Linked DNA regions of Acanthopagrus latus: region 1 is linked to region 2. A link is a contact called in public Hi-C data. All regions are on one chromosome and are shown on one strand. The core of a region is the stretch at or near the end of the contact, and the rest is flanking DNA. Distances in the headings are between cores, read along the strand shown. Region 1 holds the start of LOC119030735 (replication protein A 70 kDa DNA-binding subunit-like). Region 2 holds the start of ovca2 (esterase OVCA2).

Region 1 (5,901 bases), core at 98-2,597, 190 kb before region 2:
TTATTCATCTGGATGTGTAATTAAAAATGGCTTAGACTTCACTTCAGTGGAGACAAATCTGTGCAGATTGACGTCCCTGCTGCTTAACCAATTAGTCATTTCTCAAGCAAAGATAGCAAACATCTGCTGGTTCCAGCTCTGTGAATGTAAAGACTTGCTGCTTTTCTTTGTTGTGTCTGACAGTGAATGAAGAGTTTTTGGGTTTTGGACTGTTGGTTGGACAAAAAAAGAAATCTAAAAGACGTCACTTTGGGCTCTAGGAAATCACAATGTTGGGCATTTTGTTTAATCGATTAATACAAATAAATGAAAATAATGTTTAGCTGCAGTCATTAAATCTATCTAAACTGATTGTAAGAACACCACATGAAGACCCTTTTCATGCATTCTCATTCTCACCCATTGTCGCGTATGCTCTGGCTGTAGCATCGTCCAGCTCCCCCTGCAGTGGATGTGTCTCTGCGAGGATCAGTCCTGACTGACGCTGGGTCCTTCTCAACAGCCTCAGAGCCTCGTCTGAGGACGGGCAGAGCAGAAGAAGAGCAGGGAACATGTAACAAATTAATAAACGATACACACATTCATTACTGTATGTACAGACTGTATTACAAACCACCTGGCCTCTCTCGCTCCATGAGCTCCACAGCCTTCTCCAGGTCGACCCTGATCTCCTGCAGCCTGGAGTTTACTTCAGATGAAGACGTGCGATGACCACAGGATGACTGCGAACATAGAAATCCTACTCCTTCGTCCCCACTGCTTTTCTGGAAATCATACAAAGAGTCTCAACAGCAGTAGTAGGGTAAATCTAGACAGGTTCAATTAGATATTATCAGAACAATTTAAAAAAAATCCACAAGATGAACACCTACTATGAGAGCTCCTTTGCACTTGCTACACAGCAGACTGGACTTGTGTGGACTGCCTTTAACACTTGTCCTCTCCTGTCTGCCCTCTGTGCCCTCCTCCTCCTCCTCCTGCTGCAGAGAGCAGGCCTCACACTGACACAGGAAGTAGTACTGTTCCCGCAGGAGTCGCCGGCGCTCTCGGGTCGCCATCCTGCTGCTGTGGGGACCTGAGAGAGCGACGAGAGGGCACGGCAGTACAAGTCATACATCACGAGATGGAGAGTAAGTGAACAACACTGCAATTTTTAAGTGCAGATGCACGGATTTTAGTGGAGAATGCAATAAAAATGTTGCTGTGCTCTCCTGTATCTTATCTTTCAGCATCATTGGGACTCTTACCATAGCAGTGCAGGATCTCTTGTCCAGGAGCGATAACTTTGGCTGCTCTGACAGTTACAGTGACTCCGCAGGCTGTGCTTCTGTCCTCAGCTACACTCTCACTGAGCTCTGCAGACGCATCTGAACCGGCTCCGGTGCTGAACGCCAGGCTGGTGTTGGGACAACAGGAGTGATTCAGAAGACTGAGAGTTGGGAATAAAGCCGTAGCAATGCGGATTTCCCTGCTGGACTGCACTGGTAGGTTTGCTGCTCCTGTAAGAAGCAAGAAACAAATAAAGCAAAGGTCATTTGTACCTCAAGATGCAGTTATTAAAAAAGCATAAATTCTGCTATAGTGGATTGTACAAAGTGTAAGCATGGATACAGTTACAAGTCCTTCAAATAGGCAATGAGCTTCTATAATGTTCATGTTTGGGGTATTTTGAAGTTTTCTATGATGAAAAGCTAAATAACTTCAAATTTTGGACTCTTAATCAGACACAACAAATAATTTAAATATGTCAGCTCAACTCTGGAGCCTTGAGACTGCCATTAGAAAAACAAAAAACTATTTTCATACATTTAATATACCAAACAAATGAAGGCAAAAATCTGAGGCAACTTGAGGCAAGGTGTGAAGTCTATCTGAGAGTCACCTATATCCTGCAGCGTGACGATTGCCTGGGCGTTACACCTCAGCTGCAGGAAGTGCCTCAGAACTGCACTTCCCAGCAGCCACAGCTCCGAGCTCCGATCTGCTCCCTCCTCCTCTGGTGATTGGCTGTTTGCCCCCGAGGGTCTACAGAGGTCCTGGGATAAAGGTGTAGGTCCGGCCTTGCTGAGCTTTAGGAAGAGTGTTGCTATGGTAACCGCACACAGGAAACGCAGAGCAGGGCTGTGGTGGTTCAGGTGGTGCAGCAGGTGGAACACACTCAGGTACGAATTGCCGTAGTGTGAAGAACAACATGGGTCAGAATCACTGGACTGTCCGTTGAGCTCTGTGGACTTGTCTCTGATTGGCTCCCTGGCTCTTTGGATGTTTTTTAACCCCGCCTTTAAGGTTACCCTCAGCGCAAGATGTGACATCACACCCATCACCATCAGATCTGCTCCCAGCGGACACTCCCAGCGGTGATGTTCCTCCCAGGCATCTCGCCGACAGGAAGTTGAGCAGTATCGGCTGTAACTGCAGCCCTCACATGGCACAGCACACAGTGTTTCAGTCAAACACCCGTGACAGCGCCTGTGCTCCACTCCAAACACCACCTCTCTCTCTGTGTTCTGCCTTCCCCCCAACCTTGTCACCTCCTCCATCCCTGGAATAAGGACAAAGCTGTAGGGCCTGTCGCTGAGGATCACCTCTCCAGCTGCTACTCTCTCTGCAGCCACCAGGTGTCGACCTTTCTCCACGCTGAAGCCAACAGCAGCTTGAGGACAGATCCCAAATGTGAGAGGTCCCTCACTCTGTGGACCTCTCTGACTCTTTGAGGAAGGATTGTGACGATCCTCTTTTGCATTTTGATCGGCAGAGAGGTGCTTGAGGCACTGTGAGCGGCGGTCCTCTAGTTTGTGTAAAAGATGAGAGGGATAGCCGTTTTTCAGAGCTCTGTCGATGTCATCAAGGGACGCCTGAGGAAAAACAGAAACAGTGTGGGCTACTACAAAATCCAAGATCTGGGTCACGACTTTTAATAACTTAATTGAGTCAGCGTTTTAGTTTTAAAGAGGACGTTCACCCCAAAATTTTAATTCAGTCTCCAAACCCATGTAGCTGGAAAATAAGGTGGTTATGTTCTTAACTGTATAGGATATCAGCAGTAGCATCATTTCTGCTTCATTTATACCTCAAAAGGTCATTCAATAGCTGACTATCATGCACATTTCTGATTTCATCCGTAGAGTCTTTTAGCCTTACACAAGTAGTTACAACGGCACACAAAAGACTCTGAATGTGTCTGAATTTCTTTATTAAATTTAAAGAAATAAAATATTGAATGAAGGTCAGGTGAATGAGCCAATCATGAGATTAAAGCCACCTATCTTTAATAGTCTCTGTTATATTACCGGGGAAAGGTTCCCGGAGTGAAAGTCATATATTACCCAAGTGGCTGAGTGAAGGATGCACTTCAGTGTCACTGATACATGTGAGACGGTCAAATTAAGTCAGTAAATCCTGTGAGATCATTCTGACATCAACTTTTTTCTTTGCTCTCACAAATCATCTGCTCTTTGTGTGAACTGAACAGCATGATATTATTTCCATGCAGTGCAAGGTGCTGCTCATAATGACACTATCTAAGATACAGAACTGGTTGAAACAGGTTTTTTTTTTTGTAATGATACCTCAAGTACAACAAGACCTCATTATGTGATTGTTGAAAATGGAGCCAGCTCACCTGGTAGAGCTGCAGATGGTAGAGCGCAGCAGAGCGGTTGGCATAACACAGAGACAGCTGCTCCGAACTGAGGGGAGCGAAACACAAGCCCTGTCATGACAGGAGACAAAGAAGCTGGATGTTGGTACATTTTAATAAGGACTGGGGGGATATTACTGTGCAATTTTTTGACATTACTGTTAAAAAATCTGCCATCTTCTACTGATCTCAACAAACTAGAACAGTCACATAAACATACATGTTATAAGAGTAAAAGGGGGGCGTAGATTTGAGTGGAATGGTGGGTTTTAACATGATGCTTCACTCATTTTTTCCTACTTTATGGCTCATATGGAGAAAAGTGAATGTGCTTTCCACTTCACCTGTGAGTAGTGCAGAGCAGCTGCAGTGTAGTCTCTGATCTTGAAGCTTGTGTTCCCTCTCTCCCTGCATTTGGCTGCTTGCTCTGCGTCCTTCTGTACTGAGTTCCCTGCAGAGATTGACTGTACAAAGTCCAGATCATCTTGGCTGTGGAACAAAAACGGAGAACATTATGAGCAACTACACTCAGTCACTCTGAATGTTCCCGAGCCGCAGGGAGACTGGGGTTTAGTGTTCATAGTCACGTAACAAGTTCAGTGGAAACAAATGTTGACTTTAGGCACATATATATAATCGTTGTGGTCCAATCAAAATAAATATATGCCATCTATGTTGGCTACTAATAAACTGTGCACTCTACTAATGCAGCTACTCACGTTGTCAGAGTTAGGGTGTATTTAAAGACATCATCTATCTCAAGTAGGGATGTGAAATGCTCCTTTATATCGGGGTCGAGTGAGGTCCATTTCTGTGCAACGTGATCTTGCCACTGGACACAAGGAAGATCCATCATGAGCTAAAATACGTCCACATGGGCAGCGGAGGGTAATTTGGGGGTTTGTTTTGAGTCCGTGTCACGCCAGCTATATCCACAGTTAAGCTAGCAGGGACCAAAGCGAAGTTTCCGACTGCGACATTCAAAATAAAATATGAACCGTTAATGTTAAAGGTAAATCGAAGGTTTGGGGTTGTTTTCTTTTTCACTCATACCTAAATTGATAGTAATTAACCTTATGATTTGTTAATTTTGATACACGTATACTTACTGTCTTTTTTTTACACCCGGTCGAATATTCTCCTTTATTTTGAAGTCAGTAATGTACCATATCCTGTCTAGTTCGTGTTTTGACGTACTTACGCAAATCACGTTCGTCTCTCCTCTCTCGCGATAGGTTTCACACCTCCAACTTGACAGAAACGTCTGACAAAAGCTGAAGTCTGCTGGCTGTGAGAAGCCCTGTACCCAGGAAACATGAGTGTAAAACTCTCTCAGGGGGCAGTTGAAGTAAGCCTAAATATTAATACAACAGAATTATCATTTTATTTGCCTTGACTCGATGTCTCGAGGCTGGCACTTAAGCAATGTAGCACGAACAGCTGCAGCTGCTAGCAATGTAAGCTAACGAGATTTAATGTCAGCTGTCAGCAGTGCCACTAACAAATCAAATACTTTGTTGTTGTTGTTGTTGTTTTAACTGTCCAGTAGTGAGTTCATATGGTTAAATAAACTCAGGCTCATTTAATTCACTCACGTTACGACGCAGTACTAGACATACTTACGTGGTGCAGACTAAAGTCTCACCCTTTGGCCAGTTCTTTTTTTTTTTTTTTTTTTTTCCTGAACGTGTTTGGTCTGTTGAGTTGATTGAAACAACAGGACAGTCCCTTCCTGTTTATCCACTCGTGCTTACCTGCTAGTGGCGAAATAAAATAATTGCCACTTCATTCATCTCTAAATTATGTTAGGCTGTATCTTTTCATTAGCAGCATGTTAATGTGATGGGACAGGATGGGGACAGGCGGTAGATAATAACAAGTCCATGTTTGTTAATGTCCAGGCCCTGTGCAGAGGCTCGGAGGTGAGAGGTTGTGTGCTGCAGCTGCTGGTAAGGAGTCCTCTTGTTTAACCCATCTTGCTATATTGTACCTCAAGCTCCATCTTGGAAGTGTGTGTGATACAATCCTTGTCTATTTTGTAACAATTTCTGTCTTACCTGGATTTTCCACATTCTTACCTATTCACTCAGTGACCAGTATCTTTAAATGTGCACCTGCAGTTGAGTGTGAAAACAGGCTGTTTTGTTTGTTTTTGCTTGTAATCCATCCTGCCCTCTGTTTGTCAGAACATACGTCAGATCCCTAGTGCTGCTGGTCCACCCAGGTACCGGCTCATGATGAGCGACGGTCAGCACTCTTGG
Region 2 (6,442 bases), core at 3,609-6,108:
TTTACCAAATAAAGCTAACAGAGTTATAGTGCTGACACTTTCAGCCCCCGACTTCTGCAGCCTCACCTGTCACCTTTGTCTCCTGATGACATCCGTCAGCTGCCAACAATACAACAACAAAACAGCCTTTTATCACTCCGTTTCCGCACTATGCTCGTCTTGATAAGAATCACAGGGGTGTCTTCCTGAATACAACGCAGCGCTCGAAGATAAATACTTTGAATAGGAATAAAGATGCTCTTTTCCTCCCCACGTCTATCTGCTTTTCTTCCAGGGCATTCACATTGTGTATGGCCTACATTGCCAGCTCCAGTGAGGATGCGAAGCAGACAGGACATTCGTCATACTCTTCTCTGTCCTCCTTTATGTGCACACAGACTTCACAGATCACATGGCAGAATGACAGGGACTCTAATAACAGCAGAGGACAGCAGCACAGATCCTCGACTGGAGGACACCACCTGCAGGCCACTCTGACCTCTATGAACCCGGCCGCTCCCCCTATTTTAGTTCTTGGCTCTGGCTGCGAAGCTTAACCTGCGTGTCCTCGTGCCCCTGCTGCACCACCACACTCCAGCAGCTGGCTGTACAGTGAAAATACATTCAGGATTGTCTCATATTGTGATCCTCACTCTGCAGGGTGGATCGGCTGCTTTTAATTTGAATGGTTCAGTCTTGAATCACAGCATTTCCTGAGTATCGTAATTACAACATTATGCATGACTCCACTCTTGATTGTTATTCTGTGCAGTTATTTGCTGTGGGTTTGTTCTCTTGGATGCTCGTACAGGTAGGTAGGTTCAGCTTGCTGGGAGGAATGTGCTGCCAGGGAGTTGTGAGCTTTGCTACGGCAGCATATCCTGCACTCGTGGTGCTCCGCTGCCCCCCTGTGGACTGCAGTGAAACGAGAAGGGAGACCTCATTTCACCTCATAATAATTGGTAACTTCTTTAAGTCGTCTTCAAAGGCAGATTTGGATGCCTGTAGACATTCTACGACTACCAAAGCACATCACACAGAAGTCTCAATCTTTTACACAAACCAACTCGCATGGGTTTGTTCTGTGTTTTAGTCTCTCAGATATTACTAAAGATTACATCTATTTTTTCATGAAAGAAATGACAGGGCGCGCTACACTGGGTCAGGAACAATAGTGAAGTGATATCTGAGAGAAAAATGAGGTGCTCTTCAGTGACAGAAAAAACAGTGACTGTTGGACGGAAATCAGTCTGACAAGAAATCAGAAACGCTTTGATAATAATTAGAAAACTCTGTCATAAAATCACGGGTATAACAACAGATTTCAACTCAGAGGACGAGCAGAAGTCGTCCTCGGAGGTGCGATGAGATCAGTCGATCTCTATTAAACTCTGGACAGTCGCTGTTTTCTGAGAAGGTATAACTTCATAAATCTGTTTTCTAGTTTAGCACGTAAGAATTGATTTGGCAGAGCTGCTCTGTTGTTGTTGTTGTTGTTTGCAATGCTGGCTCAGGCATGTGTGAGCTGACCAATCAGAGGAGAGTGGGTATACCAGAGGGCGGGCCTTAAAGGGACAGGAGCTAAAACAGAGTGTGGGGGGGACACAGAGCTGCAGCACCAGACAGAATGAGAAAACTGAGGTCTTTTAATGTTTCCTTTTAATAATTAGGGATCTTACATATTTATAGAGTACACCGAAAAATATGGCAGACCTGTTCTAGAATAATCAAAGAAACCACTGTGAGTGTAGTATAGTTCTAAAATTGATATAAAATGTTTGCTTTGACCAAGAAATTAGAAAAATATCCCTCACTGAATTCAAAATAGAATAAATCAAAGAGGAAAAAAGTAATTTGAACTTATTTAAACTGCTTTTATAGACGTGTCAGCTCATGAGTGAACTTTTGGTTTTAGTTATAGTGTATCCTGACTCACATTATGGCCTCATGTTATATTTATAGAATAATTATGTGCATTATATTATGTTACCATTACCATTATACCTAATGTTGTGTATTATATTATGCTTTAGATCATTAGCGTGATGATAGTGGCTCATGATGAAATCTTCATGCTAATAGGCTGCTGTGTATTTGTTCACCATGATGATTGTTGTGCTTTGTGATCAACATCAGGATGCTGAGTTCTGAATAACAGGAAATGTCTTAGCGTGGCGCGTAATGTGTTGCAGCAGCCAATTCTGGAAGGAATTAAGAATAAAAAATTAAGCAGGGCATCAGTTTGTCCACACCAGTGCTCCCTCTGACACATGGCTCCTCCACCAGCACTCGAGAACCTCAACAGCAGCCTCGTCCCTCGGGTGTATTGTGTTTTCTTTTTTGTTTTCTTTTTTGCTTCTCCTAATTAGCATGCATGTGCGTCATGGCCAGGCAACACATGCTCCTTCTCAGCAACAACAGAAAACCTTGACTAAAAACCATTTGCCAGACCCTGTAGATACTGTAGATGAGAGCATTCCAGAAACTGGAACAACATCCACAGAGGAAACAATCGCTTGTTGACACAGAGGACACAGACGCAGGAGAGAAGAATCCTGCCTTGCCTTAAGGCCAAACCTGCAAAACAGTCTGTGTCCTCCCCCTGTTCAATTACAAAGTCCCAGCTGGGTGAACCCTGACCAGAGCGCTTTCATAACACACAAATGCTCATAAGACATCTCAGTAATCATCTTAGTGGGTTGACCCTGGAGCCACGAGATTTTAGTCTTACAGATACATTAACAGAAACCGACATGACATTGACTGATCAAATTAAAGTCTCAATTTGCTCTATCCATAAAGAAATGGAGTCTGTATTCAGAAACGGAGTTGTCAAACCAGCCGCCGGGATTTCCGAATGGTTGTGATGTCACAGCTTTACAGTAATCACGCTCATTTAAACCCTTGGCTGCCATAAAAACATGCTCTGCTCTGATTGGTCAGAGCAGATTGGGCTCTTCCTGAGGGGCGGCCTTAAAGAGACAGGCACCAAAATTAAGCGTTTTCTAACAGAGCGTGAATAGAGGTGCTGCAGCAATGGACAGTATCAGAAAAATAATGTTTTGTTGTTTTTTTATGTACATTAAGGCATGCAAACATTTTCTAGTGAACACCCTAAATTAAAAGATTAGATCTTAAAGTGAAACTCTCGCCAAAAAAGCAACCGAGGCTTTATTTGTAAATGTATATGATTTTGATGTTAGTGTAAGAGTGCCGGTTGCACTCCATTGAAAATTAGCTTGCCCGAAAATGAAACTACGGTAAATCTTAAAAGTGCCTCTTTCGTTGTAATTATGCTTTTACACGAAGGTTTGGCTTATATACATTCACAAATAAAGCCTTGGTTGTTTTTTGGCGAGAGTTTCACTTTAAAATTAGCATAACATGGGACCTGGGAAAATATGTGTGCATCAGATGCCTAGAAGGTGGGCTGTAATGCTTAATGCAAACTTAATTAAGGCCTTTCATTTTTTCACCCATCATCCAATTTTCCCCTCTTTGAGCGCTGGGCTTTTATAGCTGTCACCGCTTTGGGCCGTCCCCAAACCCTTTAGGAGGACTGGCTAAATGCCAGCTCCTGGATATCACTGCTGAAGTGATAATGTGGTGTTCGGGATATTGGCTTCATATGTTTGTCAAAAGAGAATCCAGATCAAAGATAATGTCTGTATTTTTTCTGACACGGTCCTTCGGGAGAACTGTGCTGGCGCTGGAGTAGAAAGCGAGTCTGATAAGCGAGTTCCTGTGGCCTAGAATTAGCATTTCACTTTTATGTGCGTTGAAAATGAAGTTCTTTGTCAGGGTATTTTTGTCTGTGTTGCTGCAGAGAGATGAAAGATTTAATTGCTCAAAGATTTCATGATTTTTACAGTAGCTGCGTTGTATCACCTGGCTCGTCTGCGATGTCACAGCAAGAAATGTTTTCATCTGTGTCTTTAGGGGTCAGCATCCCACCAGGTAGCAAAGAGTCCATTATTCTGCCCCAAAAATGCAAGAACACACTGTATCCATTAGTCCTGCATCAGTCAGACAGTAAGAGGAAGACTTTTGCTGTTGTTTGCTTGAATGGTTTTCCTTTGTTCATAGACAAATAAAGACAGAGGGAAGTTTTGGTTCCAGTAATCAACTTTCTCGGAAAAGTATGTTGCAAAAAATCCCCAGGACATCTTTGACCGAGATATCTCAAAGTCTGACAGATTTTCCCTACAGAAATGTGTTGGACTCTACCATGCAGTAGCACACTATTCATTTATCGGCACAATTCAATTAATCGAAGTGGTAGACACTGTAGAGAATTACAGAAAATATTGTTTTGTGTGGCTTTAACCTTTACTAAAGTAACATTTTATTCATTTATTTATTTGAATTTAATTTAATAGATACGTAAATTTACAGAGATTGTAACTAATGTTCTGCACAGAGAGCTTATAGCTGTTGCTAATTTTCAATTCTTGCAGGCTTTTACATAAAGCCTGTAAGACATAAAAACAATACAGATGTCAATGGTCGGTATTATAGAATCAAAATACAATAATGGGTACAACTTTGGCTTGCTCTTTGCCAGCACACCTTTGTTGTAAAGGATTTTGCATCTAAAATCAGTTTAGATTTCAGCTGGTACTGTGTCAGAGATCTGACAGCCATTCATGGAGAAAGCTGATGGTCCAAAATTTGATCTACAATGTTTTTTGGTTTTTTTTTACAGCCGTCATTCATCATTAACACAATAAATATTTACAGTAACAGAATATCTTCACTTTTACTGAATGTTTTCTCTCTTTTGTTTTACTGTGCAGACGACAGACAACAAACACTTTAATTTTTAGCATTTGTTTATTTTCATTAACCAACAAGAATTTTAATTTGAAAAGAATAAACGGAAGTACTGTTCCTTCCTTCCGGTTGGTCTCGTGAGCAGCCGTTGTCCAAATGTGTTGAACTTTCGCTTCCTATAACAGCGAACCAGCTCCTCCGTATCGTTTAAATCTCCTGAAATATTACAGTAGTATATTTTATCTGACCGGTTCAAGTGTTTAACTTAATGAAAACGACTTGTTATTCGTTTTCTTTCCTCCGAGCGGTAGTTGAAACTAACTTCTCCGGCTAGCGTTAGCTAAGTTTAGCTAGGCTAGGCTAACCTCTGAATGGCGCCCCTCCGGGTCCTGTGCATCCACGGGTACCGTCAGAACGGCACCTCGTTCCGGGAGAAGACGGGAGCTCTGCGGAAGCTGCTGAAGAAGCAGGTGGAGCTGGTTTACCTGAGTGCACCGCACAGTGTGCAGCAAGGTGGGTCTTCAACCTTACACTGTCCCCCAAACTCTCACAGGTGGGACAGCTAACGTTAGCTAGGTGACTTCATGTTACTGACAGTAAAGTGGTGACATGAAGCTTCCTCTCACTTTACTCCACACTGACTTCTCATCGACGTGTTTTAGTGTTTTGAACAAAGTAAACAGTTTAATCAAAAAGCAAATTTGGCATAGACAGTACTCAATTACTGCTTAAATATAGTCAGGATTATTTTTAATAAATGTAGCTTTTTGGTGTTTATTAGTTGACTTTTACCTGACGTCAAAATGTCCATCAACCAGTAATCAAGTACAATTTACTCAAGTACTGTGAAGTACAATTTTGCTGTACTTTACTTGAGTATTTCCATTTTCTGCCCCTTTATAAATGTATTTAACACACTTAGTTACTAGTTGTTTTACAGATTCAGATTAGCTGTTAGATATAAGCTATTAATTGTGACATGTTACCTCTCAGATATTGTTGTAAGCGGGACAAAGTGTGAGGGGACATATTTAAATTAGGTTATTTTATGGTCAGTCTGCCAGTGTCGATAATCAGCTCTTCCCCTACCTATAGTACACTGTGTACATGGTCAGTCTGAAAATAGGTTCCTTTTTGTATTCAAAGTATTTGTAATACTAGATTTTGAAAGACTCAGATTGACAGGCAGCACTCACAACACAGAAAATTAAGTTTTTTTATGTTTTCATGCACTAATAACAGGCAGTGATGTTGTAAATCAAACAGTAAATGTTTGTATTTGTGTCCAATTTGTGCCTTGATAGAATAAAATAACCACTTTGTTCTTCTTTCCTAAGCGCCGGATAAGGAGGATGGTTCCGGTCCTGGAGCTGGAGACGATGAGGACCAGAGGGGTTGGTGGTTTTCTGATGTCCAGGCTCGGAGTTTCAGCGCACAGCAGCAGTGTCAGGAAAGCCTGGGACTCGACGAGAGCCTGACGACTGTAAGAGAAGCTGTGAAGGACCAAGGTCCATTTGATGGCATCCTTGGCTTTAGTCAGGGAGCTGCTTTTGTGGCCATGGTCTGCTCTCTTCAGGAACAAAAACTGGAGCCTGAGTTCAACTTCCGCTTTGCCATACTTGTCGCTGGTTTCCGCAGCGCGTGTAAGCAACACCAGACGTTCTATGGTACTCCCCTCCTGATCCCGTCC

The links. Hi-C and Micro-C count contacts between places; a contact is called where the count stands out from the background.
Region 1: a contact with region 2 is called in a Hi-C map of muscle, with 5 times the contacts expected there. The contact joins the promoter of LOC119030735 here to the promoter of ovca2 in region 2. A contact is called at or near these places in 2 of 4 Hi-C or Micro-C datasets (both in muscle).

Annotation. Positions count from the first base shown.
Region 1 is chr13:3,704,522-3,710,422 of fAcaLat1.1, reverse strand. It overlaps LOC119030735 (replication protein A 70 kDa DNA-binding subunit-like), which reads left to right and starts at 1,347. Exons shown (of 17, transcript XM_037118558.1): 1 at 1,347-1,484; 2 at 5,542-5,589; 3 at 5,827-5,901. The coding sequence starts at 5,875. It overlaps smyd4 (SET and MYND domain-containing protein 4), which reads right to left and starts at 4,602. Exons shown (of 10, transcript XM_037118556.1): 1 at 4,360-4,602; 2 at 3,985-4,129; 3 at 3,623-3,712; 4 at 1,883-2,855; 5 at 1,248-1,499; 6 at 873-1,075; 7 at 617-764; 8 at 400-516. The coding sequence starts at 4,496.
Region 2 is chr13:3,513,696-3,520,137 of fAcaLat1.1, reverse strand. It overlaps ovca2 (esterase OVCA2), which reads left to right and starts at 4,858. Exons shown (of 2, transcript XM_037118843.1): 1 at 4,858-5,265; 2 at 6,090-6,442. The coding sequence starts at 5,124. It overlaps LOC119030894 (a long non-coding RNA gene), which reads left to right. Exons shown (of 3, transcript XR_005078449.1): 3 at 275-728.